Regions from separate parts of the Mus musculus genome. Here region 1 is linked to region 2. Evidence: chromatin contacts called from public Hi-C data. All regions are on one chromosome and are shown on one strand. The core of a region is the stretch at or near the end of the contact, and the rest is flanking DNA. Distances in the headings are between cores, read along the strand shown.

What was found. Hi-C and Micro-C count contacts between places; a contact is called where the count stands out from the background.
Region 1: a Hi-C map of CD4 T cells shows a contact between it and region 2, with 7 times the contacts expected there. The contact joins the promoter of Dnajc13 here to the promoter of Dbr1 in region 2. A contact is called at or near these places in 1 of 39 promoter capture datasets (erythroid cells) and 1 of 484 Hi-C or Micro-C datasets (CD4 T cells).

The regions. Positions count from the first base shown.
Region 1 is chr9:104,260,934-104,266,597 of GRCm38.p6, forward strand. Dnajc13 (DnaJ heat shock protein family (Hsp40) member C13) reads right to left here and starts at 1,997. Exons shown (of 56, transcript NM_001163026.1): 1 at 1,766-1,997.
Region 2 is chr9:99,572,348-99,578,239 of GRCm38.p6, forward strand. It overlaps Dbr1 (debranching RNA lariats 1), which reads left to right and starts at 3,452. Exons shown (of 8, transcript NM_031403.3): 1 at 3,452-3,778; 2 at 4,229-4,353. The coding sequence starts at 3,582.

The sequences.
Region 1 (5,664 bases), core at 747-3,246, 4.7 Mb after region 2:
AGTTGTTCTGACCTTCACACAGCTACATGGCACATGGACCCAAACACACAGAATAAATACAAACAACATTCTAAGTGCAAAAAAATGATCCTAATATGTGAAGACTAAAACAAACATAATGAACTAAAAACTGCACTTTAACTCCCACCAGATATTAGACCAAAGCCTTAGCAACAAGCAAAACTGGGCTGCCATGTAGCTGCATAATTCTGTTTACACTTTCCTCAGAGAAGCAGGAGAGAAGTCTGAAAGGGACATTGCAAACTCACCCGTGTAATTACAAGTGCTGGAGGAATGGGGCCAACAAAGGTATAACATGATCTTTTGATTTCAACTCTACCTTAGTATCTATTGGGAACTAGGTTCCACTATTAACCTTTCTTCTAAGTTTAAGAAAAACAGGTTATTACCATCTGCCTGGGTAACCAAATAATTCATGCTCTCCACCAGTGTGCAACTTTATTACTGTGCACATTCACGTTTTAGAACTTGGTTTGTTTGCAGTCACGCTTGCTAGTATGATTTACACTACTACTACTGCATTAGAAAAGAATATCCATAGTTTCTCGGGGGAATACGAATGCTGGTATTGGCCCAGGACTCAAGCTAGCTTTAAGGTCTTTACATCCCTGTTTCTTAACTCTGGCTCCTCTTTTTCTCCTTTAATTTGTTTGTACTTCCTGTTTCCAAACAAATGTGAACTCAGTGTTTTCTCAACTAGGACTGGCGGTCCCGTCCCTGAACGTAATGTGGTATTAACAGCCAGAGCCACCATTTGCGATATTGCAACTTAAACATTGGTTTATACTATATATGAAAATTAAAGGGGCTTTTATGCTGTAAGCTAAATTAAGTTAAACAATGAGGCACTAGAAACAACAACAACAAAAAAAAAAACTAAACTATAGAATAAACGGGAAAAGCAGATCGTGGAAGTAAAAAATCACTACTTTGGGAGTTCATCTCTGTGTTAGGGGGCGATTTTTATTTACATCATCCTTCCACCAAGTGATTAGGGAAACGGTTTCAAGGTAAGAGTGGCTAATTTAGCATCTTACAATAGGGGTTTTTTGGGGGGCGGGGGCACGCAGGTGTACTCTCAACACCCACTTCATTGGGCGTCCAAAGTGCTGCTTCACCTACACCAAAAGCCGCGTTCAGAGGTGAAATCACAGCCCAGCACGGGCAACAGTGAACAGGCCAGGCTACTTTACAAGAAGGAAAAGCCTTGGGGGGAAAACTTGGTGTTTGATAAAGGACTTGAGGAAGAGAACAGCAGCTGCCCCTCCTTTCCCATCAAATCGAAACAAAACTGAGACGAGGAAAAAAGAAAGAAAAAAAAAAAAAAATCGAGTCTACGCGGGACCCCAGAGGAAGGAAGCAGGACCGCTAACCTAAGAAAACCGGAGGCGCCGGCATCCAGGAGGGAATCCCGAGGGCGGAGCCCACAGGGGAAGGAGGTGTGGAGTTGAGTCGGGGAGAGTTGCCGAGAGAAGTGGGGGACAGGGATAGTGATGGGAGAAAAGACGGCCAGGCAGAGAGAGGGGTGGGGCTGCCGGGCAGTGCCCCGGGCAAATGTCACTCAGAGCCGGGGGAGGGGAGGGTCCGAGCGCAGGGATCCCTGGACGGAGGATCGCGGCTTCAGCAGGTTCGAGCCACACACAGCAGCTTAACGCCGCCCGCTCTGGGGTCCCTGCCCGGAGCCCCCGGGTCCCCGAAGGTGGGAAGCGGCATCGCAGAAACCCAGAGCCGGAGGCGGCTTTACCTTCGCAGGAGGCTGGAGGCGCTCCAGCCCGAGCTCCGCCCGCCGCCGGCTCCACGTCTTGAGTAGGATGGAGGCGCCGCCGGCCCCGTCCCCTCTCGCTTTCCTTTTCCCCGCCGGGGCCTGTCGCCGCGGGTTCCTGCGCCGCGGCCCCCACCCCTCCGCTCCTCCCTCTGCCTCTCAGAGGCTCGCCCTGGACGCCGCCATCTTCCACCAGGCTTGCGAGCGCTGAACCCTAACGCGCGTGCGTGGCCGCCGCCCCGGCCGTCACGAGACCCTGTCAGCTGACCTCGGCGCTTCCGCCTCGCGCCCCGCCCTCGGGAGCACTGTGCTCCCTCCCTCGGTGGCCCATTCGCCGTCTTCCGGGAAGCGCCGCGTGCGCGCCGCCCGCCGTTCCGCCTCTCGGGAAGTACGCGTGCGCTTAGCGAAAGAGAGCCTTGGCCCAAGCAGAAGGCGAGGCGCCACGCCCCCTGGAGCGGTCCGAGAGGCCACGCCCCCTGAATCCCTGGAGACACGCCTCTCAGCCAGACGCTGGCATTGGCTACTGTAACTCTGCAAAGGAGCAGCTCTGTTACCTAGCCCTAGTCTTCAGTGTCCTGGCGCATCCACGAAGCCGTCGAAAGCCTCAGTGCGCATCTCTGGTTTAGCTGCATCGTGGGCATAACTTTTACTCGCTACTGACACACCCTGAACGCGGATTTAAGTTTTGAGTGTTCAGGGAGATAATGGAGACCGAAGCCTCAGAGGTCAAAGGCCTTTGCGGGTGAAGTGTTGGGACAGTTAACACTGCTGCCTTCCTGGACCTCTGATCCCAGAGCCAGGATTTAATTGGCCAACTACTTAAGGTCAATTAACTTGCAGCCGTCTGAGATAGGGATTATCCTCTATTTTCAGATAATAAATTGATGTGTAGTTCCACAGTAGTAGACTTAGTATTTGAGCTCAAGTAAGTTGACTCAAGAACTGCTCTCTGGATAGGAACTCACTGAAACTATATGAAGAGGGGAACTCAGGAGAGTGACAGTATCAGAATGAAACAAAGTTACAGATGACAATTGTGTCAGAGCTCTGAGCAACAGACGGTGTCTCATCTAAGATGTGAGAGGGGCAGACTACCCTCTAAAACGTGATTCTGTGGGGGGAAAAAAACTTGTATGGACACACAGTTCTAGGTTTAAATGCTCTGGTGAGCCTAATATTATTATTGTGTAGCAACCCTGGAACTGGAATTTCTCAGGGACCCCGTCTGTGGTTGAATCGTTTCATAGATGGAGGTTTTGGGATGAAAAACATGTAAAATGGTTTCTACAGACTTGACTTTTTGGCCGACTGACCCATTTGTGTTACTGGAGACGACTAGATTTTTCCTTAGGAAGGCTTTCCCACACTGTCCCAGTGAAATAAAAGTGCCTGTGAGCAGCCAGAAATGGCTTGCTTGGAAAGATGAGACCTGAAGTAGAGTGGAAAGGGGAAAAAACAACAATGAAAAACAAAACAAGATGCCCTTGGCCTATCCCAGGGTAATAAAAGCATGTGCTTACGTGGCTTTGTATATGTTACAGACCCTTAGAGTATTGCCAGAACTAGGTGTGGGCGGTCCTATTTCTATTTGGTAAAAAAGGCTGACCCAGAGTTCCTAAGTGACTAAATCAAGGTGAGGTTCATCCAAAAGGTTGAGCCGAGATTTGGCCCCAGACTGTAACACCCAGGTCATCAAACTACTAAACCCTTGACACTGCCTCTCTATTTAATATTTGGAACCAAATAAATGGATTCTCAGAGGTGAAAGGAGCTTAGGTAACATGAACTGCCTCCGTCCCCTGTAGTGGAAAATTCCCTGCCTCTGAACGCATCCTGAAGTGGAGAAACTGTATTCTTCCCATAAGCCTTCTCTTGCAGAAATCATTTCCAGGTTTGAATGGTTGGTTTTGCTCTTCTCTCCTCCTCCTCCTCCTCCTCCTCCTCCTCCTCCTCCTCCTCCTCCTCCTCCTCCTCCTCCTCTGTGTCCCAGCCTTTCATTATCTGCCAGTCCACCTGCCCATATCATCGTATCCCACCCTTTCCTGTGTTTCCACCTGCCAGCCTCTGTGCTGCTTCCTCATTTCCCTTAGTGAGATTTGCATAAAGTTGTCACTCTTCTTAAGATGCTAGAACTAGAGACAAGAATCGGGATGAGTAGGAAGACTTGGCTCATCTTTCCAGAGACTTCTGTTAAGTTACCTGGCTCCCCACCCCCTCAACATTTTTGAAAGGGTGTCAAGTTCAAGGTAGACCTTCAAACTTCTCTTTCTGCGTTTATCTTTTTTCCTTCGAAGCCCATGATCGCAAATACAATTGCAGATACCTTTTTTCATAGTGCGCACCTATCAAATTTTCATACCAAAGTTGTGCGATGATATATCATTTCAACACTTTTTAAAATTCACACCTCACTGCTTTCTAGACAGCAGTAATTTTATCTGTGTTCTAAGTCGACATCCAACACAGGAGACGTTCAAGATCTTAAAAGATCTACATGGCAAAGCCTGTTCATTGAGTTCCCTGCTACTGTTGAAGTGGACTTCCTAAATATATCCATGCCCAGACCCAATATAACCACTAAGAACTCTACACCATGCCGCAGTGTTTCGATCCACATCTTGCTGTCTACTGCTGCCTTTGTATTGTTTTGCCATTTGAGGCATGGTTTCTTGCTCTGTTTCCCAGGCTAGCCTTGAATCTTTCAATCCTCCTTTGTCATTGCCTGGAGTTCTGTGGGTTTAGTTTAGTTAAAACATTATTAGATTTATTTTAGTGTATGAGTGCTTTGCCCACCTATCTCTATGTGTACCTCTTGCATGCCTGGTGTGTGCAGAGGGCAGATGTGTGCCTTGGAACTAGAGTCATGAATAGTTTTGAGCTGCCATGTGGGTGCTAGGAATTGAATCCAGTGTCTTTGCAAGAGCAACAAGTGCTTTAAACATCTAAGCCACCTCTGTAGCTCCTGGAATGCTTTGGTCATGGACAGTCATGACCACATCCAGATAAACTGTTTTAAACACATTAACCACCATCCCCATGTGGCTACTGAACATGAAATAAAATTAATTTGAAAACTGCAAGATAGCACTTAATAATGTGTTATCGATGATATGTGTGGTGGGATGAGACGTAGCCCCCGGGTCTTAGGCATCTGAACATTTGGTCCATAGATGGGAGCAGTGTTTGGGAAGGTTTAGGAGGTGTGCGTGTCACTGGAAACAGGCTTTGAGAGTTTTTATCCAGTGTCCATGAATTCGTGGTGCTGTTTGCATGTTCAGGTTCCCCTGGATATGGACATTGCTGCCGCCTCCCCCACAAGAATGGCAGGGTTCATGTGTCTGCCCTCTTTTCTCAAATAAAATGGTTTAACTTCAGAGAGAGAGAGAGAGAGAGAGAGAGAGAGAGAGAAGCCTCACCTACCTCTAGTCTGCTTTCTGCTTATGGTAAAGGGTGTGAGCACTCAGCATCTTGCTTGAGCTGCCATGCCCGTACCTGCTAATCAGTGCCATGCTCCCCCACCATGGCAGCCTTTGGCCCCGTTAGAACCATCAGCCCAAATAAACACACTTGGTCATGGCGTTCTATCACAGAAACAGAAAAGCAACTAATATAATATATGTTTAGCTAGATGTTAGTCACCAGTCCTGTTGGACATCTCTTATCAGAAAATCTGAAATATTCCAAAATTTCACATTTATGTCAGCACCTAAGACGTTTCAGAGTTTGGTGCATTTCATAGTTCAGAGTTTTTCAATTATGGATGTCCGCCTATTAAAATCTACACACTCACACTCTAGCTCCCGTTTAAGAATGAAACCTGAAAGACTCCTGACAAAAGCATTTCAAAGAAAGGACACTTACCCTGAACTCCTTAAAGCCCG
Region 2 (5,892 bases), core at 2,202-4,701:
AGATTTATTTACTACATGTAAGTACACTGTAGCTGTCTTAAGACACACCAGAAGAGGGCGTCAGATCTCGTTACAGATGGTTGTGAGCCACCATGTGGCTGCTGGGATTTGAACTCTGGACCTTCGGAAGAGCAGTCGGGTGCTCTTACCCACTGAGCCATCTCACCAGCCCATAAATAAATCTTTTTAAAAAGCTGTCTCTTCCTACCTCAAAGATCTGGATTAGAAGTAGATCTTCCTACTTCAAATTAAGCAAAAATCCCTCACCTCCATTTTTGAGTTTTAGTTAATTCCAGATGAAGTCAAGTTGACAACCTATCACAGATATAGTTATACTTTTAAAAGTAGAATTTAGGCTAGTGAGATGGCTCAGAAAGTAAAGGCACTTTTCATCAAGCCAACAGCTTGAGTTCCATTCTAAAAAAAAAAAAGAATGAGAGAACCAATTCTCCCAAATTGTCCTCTGATCTCCACACATGAACCATAACATTCACACACACACACACACACACACACACACACACACACACACACACACACATATACAGAGACAGAGAGACAGATGGTCAGACAGACAACACACATACAACAAGTAAAATTAACTACTGCATCTAAGGCTCAGGAGTCACCACAGAAGAGAAGTAGGAAAGATTGGAAGAGCCAGAGAATTTGCAGTGAGGCTGTGTCTCCTAGAAATGAAGTCTCGTTGACATGGCTGACAAAACAAGGAGCAAACACGGATGACACCAGTGGATGTGCTGCTGTGCCATGGTGGCATACCACTTTGATTCCAGCACTCCTGAGACAAAGGAGTGCAGGTCTCTGCGAGTTAAAGGCCATCCTGTCCTACAGACCAAGTTCCAAGACAGTCATAGCTACACAAGGAAACCTTGTCTTAATAAAACCCAAAACCTAAAACCAACCAACCAACAAAGAAACCAACCAAACAAACAGCCAAACAAACAAACAAACAAACAAAAAGCCAATGGACATGCTATCATGAAAGAGAAAAATCCCATGGGAAAAATCCTTCAAACCTAGACACCCTAAAGCAACTAAGAAATGCTGAGAATGGGAGAAACTGCCTTTCTGAGGGAGAAAGAGTCAAACTACATAGCTTAACAAGGACACCTTCTGTGTGTGTGTGTGTGTGTGTGTGTGTGTGTGTGTGTGTGTGTGTGTATATGTGTGTGTTACATGACACCTACTTCACTGGGCTTGGGCTCAGGTAATAGAGACCTGAATAAATGTAGGCACAGGCACCACTGTGGTGTCTCCTTCTAGGAAACAGTGAAAACTGGAATGAGCCAGCATGCCTGCTCCTTTCATGACCAGAGGAAGGAAGGAGTTGCTGTGCTGGTGTTGGCACGTTCCTGTACCTCAGGTCTTTAGAGGAAATTAAAAGCTCATCTAGCTTATATTTGAAAATCTTGCTGAGATGGGTTTTATAATAATCTGGCATTTTGTACCAGTAGCCAAGGAATATCTAATGTTTTGAGGCATGGTTCTAAAGGAATATATACACAAAATGAAAAAAAAATTCTATGTAAAGAATCTAGAAGGAAGTAGTTTGTATAAGTTAAAAATGAAAGCCTACTTCAGGTTCAGGCCGGTCTGATCTACATAGTTCCAGGCCAATCAGAGATACATAAAAAGATCCTGTCTCCAAAGAAAAGAAGAGAAAAGGAAAGGAAAGGAAAATTGGAAGGAACAAACAGAACAGACGCAAAAAAGAGTAGAGTCTGACTTATAAAATTGTATAACCTTGATTAGATCGTCTTTTCTGAGACATTTCTCTGTATGGTTTTGTCTTTCTTTCTTTTTCTTTTTTCTTTCTTGGTTTTATGGGACAGGGCTTCTCCATGCATCAGTCCCAGCTGTCAAATTTTTTTGTTTGTTTTGTTTTTCGAGACAGGATTTCTCTGTGTAGCCCTGGCTGTCCTGGAACTCACTTTGTAGACCAGGCTGGCCTCAAACTCCCGAGTAATGGGATTAAAGGCGAGCACCACCACGCCCGGCTAGCCCCAGCTGTCTTAATTCACTTTATAGACCATGCTGACCACACTGGCCAGGGATCTGCTTGCTTATTTCTGGAATACAAGGATTAAAGGCAGAGCCACCATCCCCTCCCTCCCCCTGCCACGCCCCCAGCCTAGATTGTATTTAACTGATTAAATTTTTCAGTTGTTTAAATGTATACTTCTCTGTTGAGAGGCCAAATCTTGTAAGTTCAGACTCCATTTTAGAGAACCTGGCCAAAGTTTGAACTCAGACAAACTAACCAACATAACACTAGTTTCCAAGTTACCCCTCAACAAGACCAGCGTCCCCAGGTTATTACCCCAACATATCTGCACCCCCAGGTTACGAGGCCACCCCCTGCCTAACGACCACTAATGCAGAGGGAAGCAGAAATTAAGTTTATGATATGACTCCCAGCACCAGCCAATTGTGTTAAAGGCCATGGTAGCTCTCGAATTAGATGCTTAACTACCACCACTACCACATCCCACCCTCTGCTTGTAGCTTTCTATAAAGTCTTGTCCCCACTGACATTCGGGGTACACCAAAAACTGTGCTGTGTGTTGGTGGCGAGCCACAGCGAGCTGGGATAGAATAAAGACCGTGCTATGAGTTACATCAGATGGGCTCCTGCCTGGTTTTGGGGGATCGCTAACACTTTCGTGGCGCTACAACTGTATGCCCTTGATTAGATTTCCTTTACTGGCTTTCTTCTTTGCCATTCATTCTTCCTTGATTAGTCGCCACCTTTTCTCTCCAGAAGTTTTCGAGATATTTAACCTTTCATTCATCTTGCGTTACAGTTAGGCAAACAATTTGGTAGGAAAATACCCATTCCCCTTAGTCAAAAATAATTTTAGAAATTCCCCCCGGGAGGGTTGGTGTATAGTTTTAAAATAATCAGTAAGCTTCAACGTTGCATTTAAATTTTAATGTCATCATTAAAACCTCTTTTTACTTTCTAATTCATTTTTAAGGCAATCATCGTTGCCAGGGAGAGATTTGCTCTAGGGAATTAATTGCTCAATCGCTCCTGCTCACTTGCTTACCTTGATTTTTTTTTTTTGGTTTTTCGAGACAGAGTTTCTCTGTAGCCTTGGCTGTCCTGGAACTCACTTTGTAGACCAGGAAGGCCTCGAACTCAGAAATCCGCCTGCCTCTGCCTCCCAAGTGCTGGGATTAAAGGCGTGCGCCACCACGCCCGGCTGCTTACCTTGATTTTACTAAATTCAATCCCTATTCTTGGAGATTTTATTTCTTTTTCTAGTTTTAAACAATGTAACCCACTAGATTGCTAGCACGCAAGGGATCACGAAGACAGACAGGGTCTCCATTAAACAAGTTCAAAGTTTCCCCCCTCCGGCTTGACCGGGCCCTTCCCGTTCCCTCTCTCGCGAGACTTGGAAGCCGGAAGTTACATAAAGGACTCGAAACTCAGCCGCGGCTCGGTTGGTGTTGGCGGGAGCCGGGTGGGCCGGCTGCCTGGTGTTCTTTGCTGTGCGACCCGGGCTGCAGGTGCTCCGGGGTGTTGCTGTTGAGTTCCGCGGCCCAACGTCACGATGAGGGTGGCCGTGGCCGGCTGCTGCCACGGCGAGCTGGACAAGATCTACGAGACTCTGGCGCTGGCGGAGCGGCGCGGCTCGGGACCCGTGGATCTCCTTCTGTGCTGCGGCGACTTCCAGGCGGTGCGCAACGAGGCCGACCTGCGCTGCATGGCCGTGCCGCCCAAGTACCGTCACATGCAGACCTTCTACAGGTGAGGGGCGCGCGGCCGGTCCTCGCGTGGGGTTCCAGGTCCTGCTGCCGCAGATCGCGATGTCTGTTGGACCCGGAGCTTAGGAAATGGCCCTGGCCTCCTCCTCTCTGTACACACCTGGCTCTTCTTCCCAGGGACCCGGGGTGACACCAGCAGGTTTAGATACTTTGGATTTGCTAGAACACGATGGTTAGTTGATTTAATGATCTGGTTTTCCCGTGACCTGCTGTGTGCTAGTCTGGGTTCTAGAAGCCCAGACTTGCACTTCACAAAGTTCTTGATCTCAATGAATGTGTGCTCGACACTCAAGATTTAATTTATTCTTAAGGGCAGGGATGGGAAGATAGTGGGGACCGTTTGATCGTTTTTGAGCTCGGCCTTTTCCTTCTGACCTCTTGCTTTTTTGTGTTTAGTTTGGTTCCTGACAGCTTTATTACCGTTATGTTGTAGATATTACTCTGGAGAGAAAAAGGCCCCGGTTCTCACCATCTTCATTGGAGGAAACCATGAAGCCTCAAACCATTTGCAAGAGTTACCCTATGGTGGCTGGGTAGCGCCGAATATTTATTATTTAGGTATGTGTTTATGTGCACTTTTTTTGGTCTTGTCAGAATCTGTACCAGCTGGGCAGCTTCTAGAAGACATGTGGTGAATGCCATTAACTTAAATAATCATGAGAATTGAGTTAAAATAGTTATTAAATGGCCAGTCATGAACATACATCCATTTTCTTCTAGAGGTTTAAATAATAGCTAATATGATGACAAGTTTTTTTTTTTGTAGTCTCTTTGCTTTTTTCTTATTGCATTAAACTTTATAATGGAAAATGCTAAACATACATAAAAATACCGAGTAGTTTAATAAATTTCTTTACTTGTTAACCTCAACTCCTATTACTTTGTTCTACTCCCATATTTAAATATCCAGTATTGTTTAAACTTTTCCTGAGGGAGATGGCTGGGATGCCTTAAAGCAAATCCTAACCACTGGGTTATTTCATTTGTGGATTTTTAAGTACATGACTCCCCCTACCCCAAGATGTATTTATTTATCTACCGTGTATACAGTGTTCTGAGTGCATATGTGCCTACAGAGCACCAGATCCCATTATAGATGGTTAGAAGCCACCATGTGGTGCTGGGAATTGAACTCGGGACCTGTGGAAAAGCATCCAGTGCTCTGAGCCATCTCTCCAGCCCCTAAGTACATGACTTTCGAGTGATAGATTTTTTTTAGACACACGTAGTTCTGGTGCCATTTTATACCTAACTATAGTGAGTTAGTCCTTCTCTCGTGCCTTGTCCATACGCATTTCTCTGCATGTCTCAGTTACCGGATCTACAAATGACTTGCTCAGGTAGGATCCAAATATTTGGTGTTCAGGGCTCTGCCTCTTAGACTCTTTATCCTTCCTTCCCTTGTTTCTGTTTTCTGTTTCCTCTATGGTTTGTGTGTTGTAGGCAGTGAGGTTGATTGCCCTGTAGCATTTCCTGGGCTCTGGATTTAGCTGACTGGATTTACTATGATATCACTTGAAGTGTTCCTTTTGTTTTTCATCTTTTAAAGTTTGCAGGTCTTTTATCTCTTTATATAAGTGATTGTTTCTAGAATAATGTTCAAGTTTTTCTAGTGATGAAATCTTAACTTTGGGAATTTTGTTTCTCTGTCATTACTGATTTGCCATCTTTCAACAATCTCAGTATTATGAAGAGATGAATTTGGGCTGGGCATGTTTTTAATTCCAACACTGTAGCGGCAGAGGCAGGCTGATCTCTAGGAGTTTTGAGGCCAGCCAGGTCTATGGAGTGAATTCCAGGTCATCCAGAACTGCATCATAAGACCTGTCTCAAACAAATGAAAAGACAAGGTGGGATTGTCAGTTGAGTTGAAAATGAAAATGTAGAAATGCAGTGCTCTTTGGACATTACACCTGCTGACTTGACTCCCACTGTGTAAGGCCATCACAGGACATTGTCCTTCCCCTTCACTTTCTCCCACATAATTGCATGTTCAGCTGGGTACCACAGTACACTGTTAGGTATCACCATGCACTGTTAGGTACCACAGTTCACTGTTTGCTTTTAACATCCTGTCTCTTCATCCTTTTAGAATCC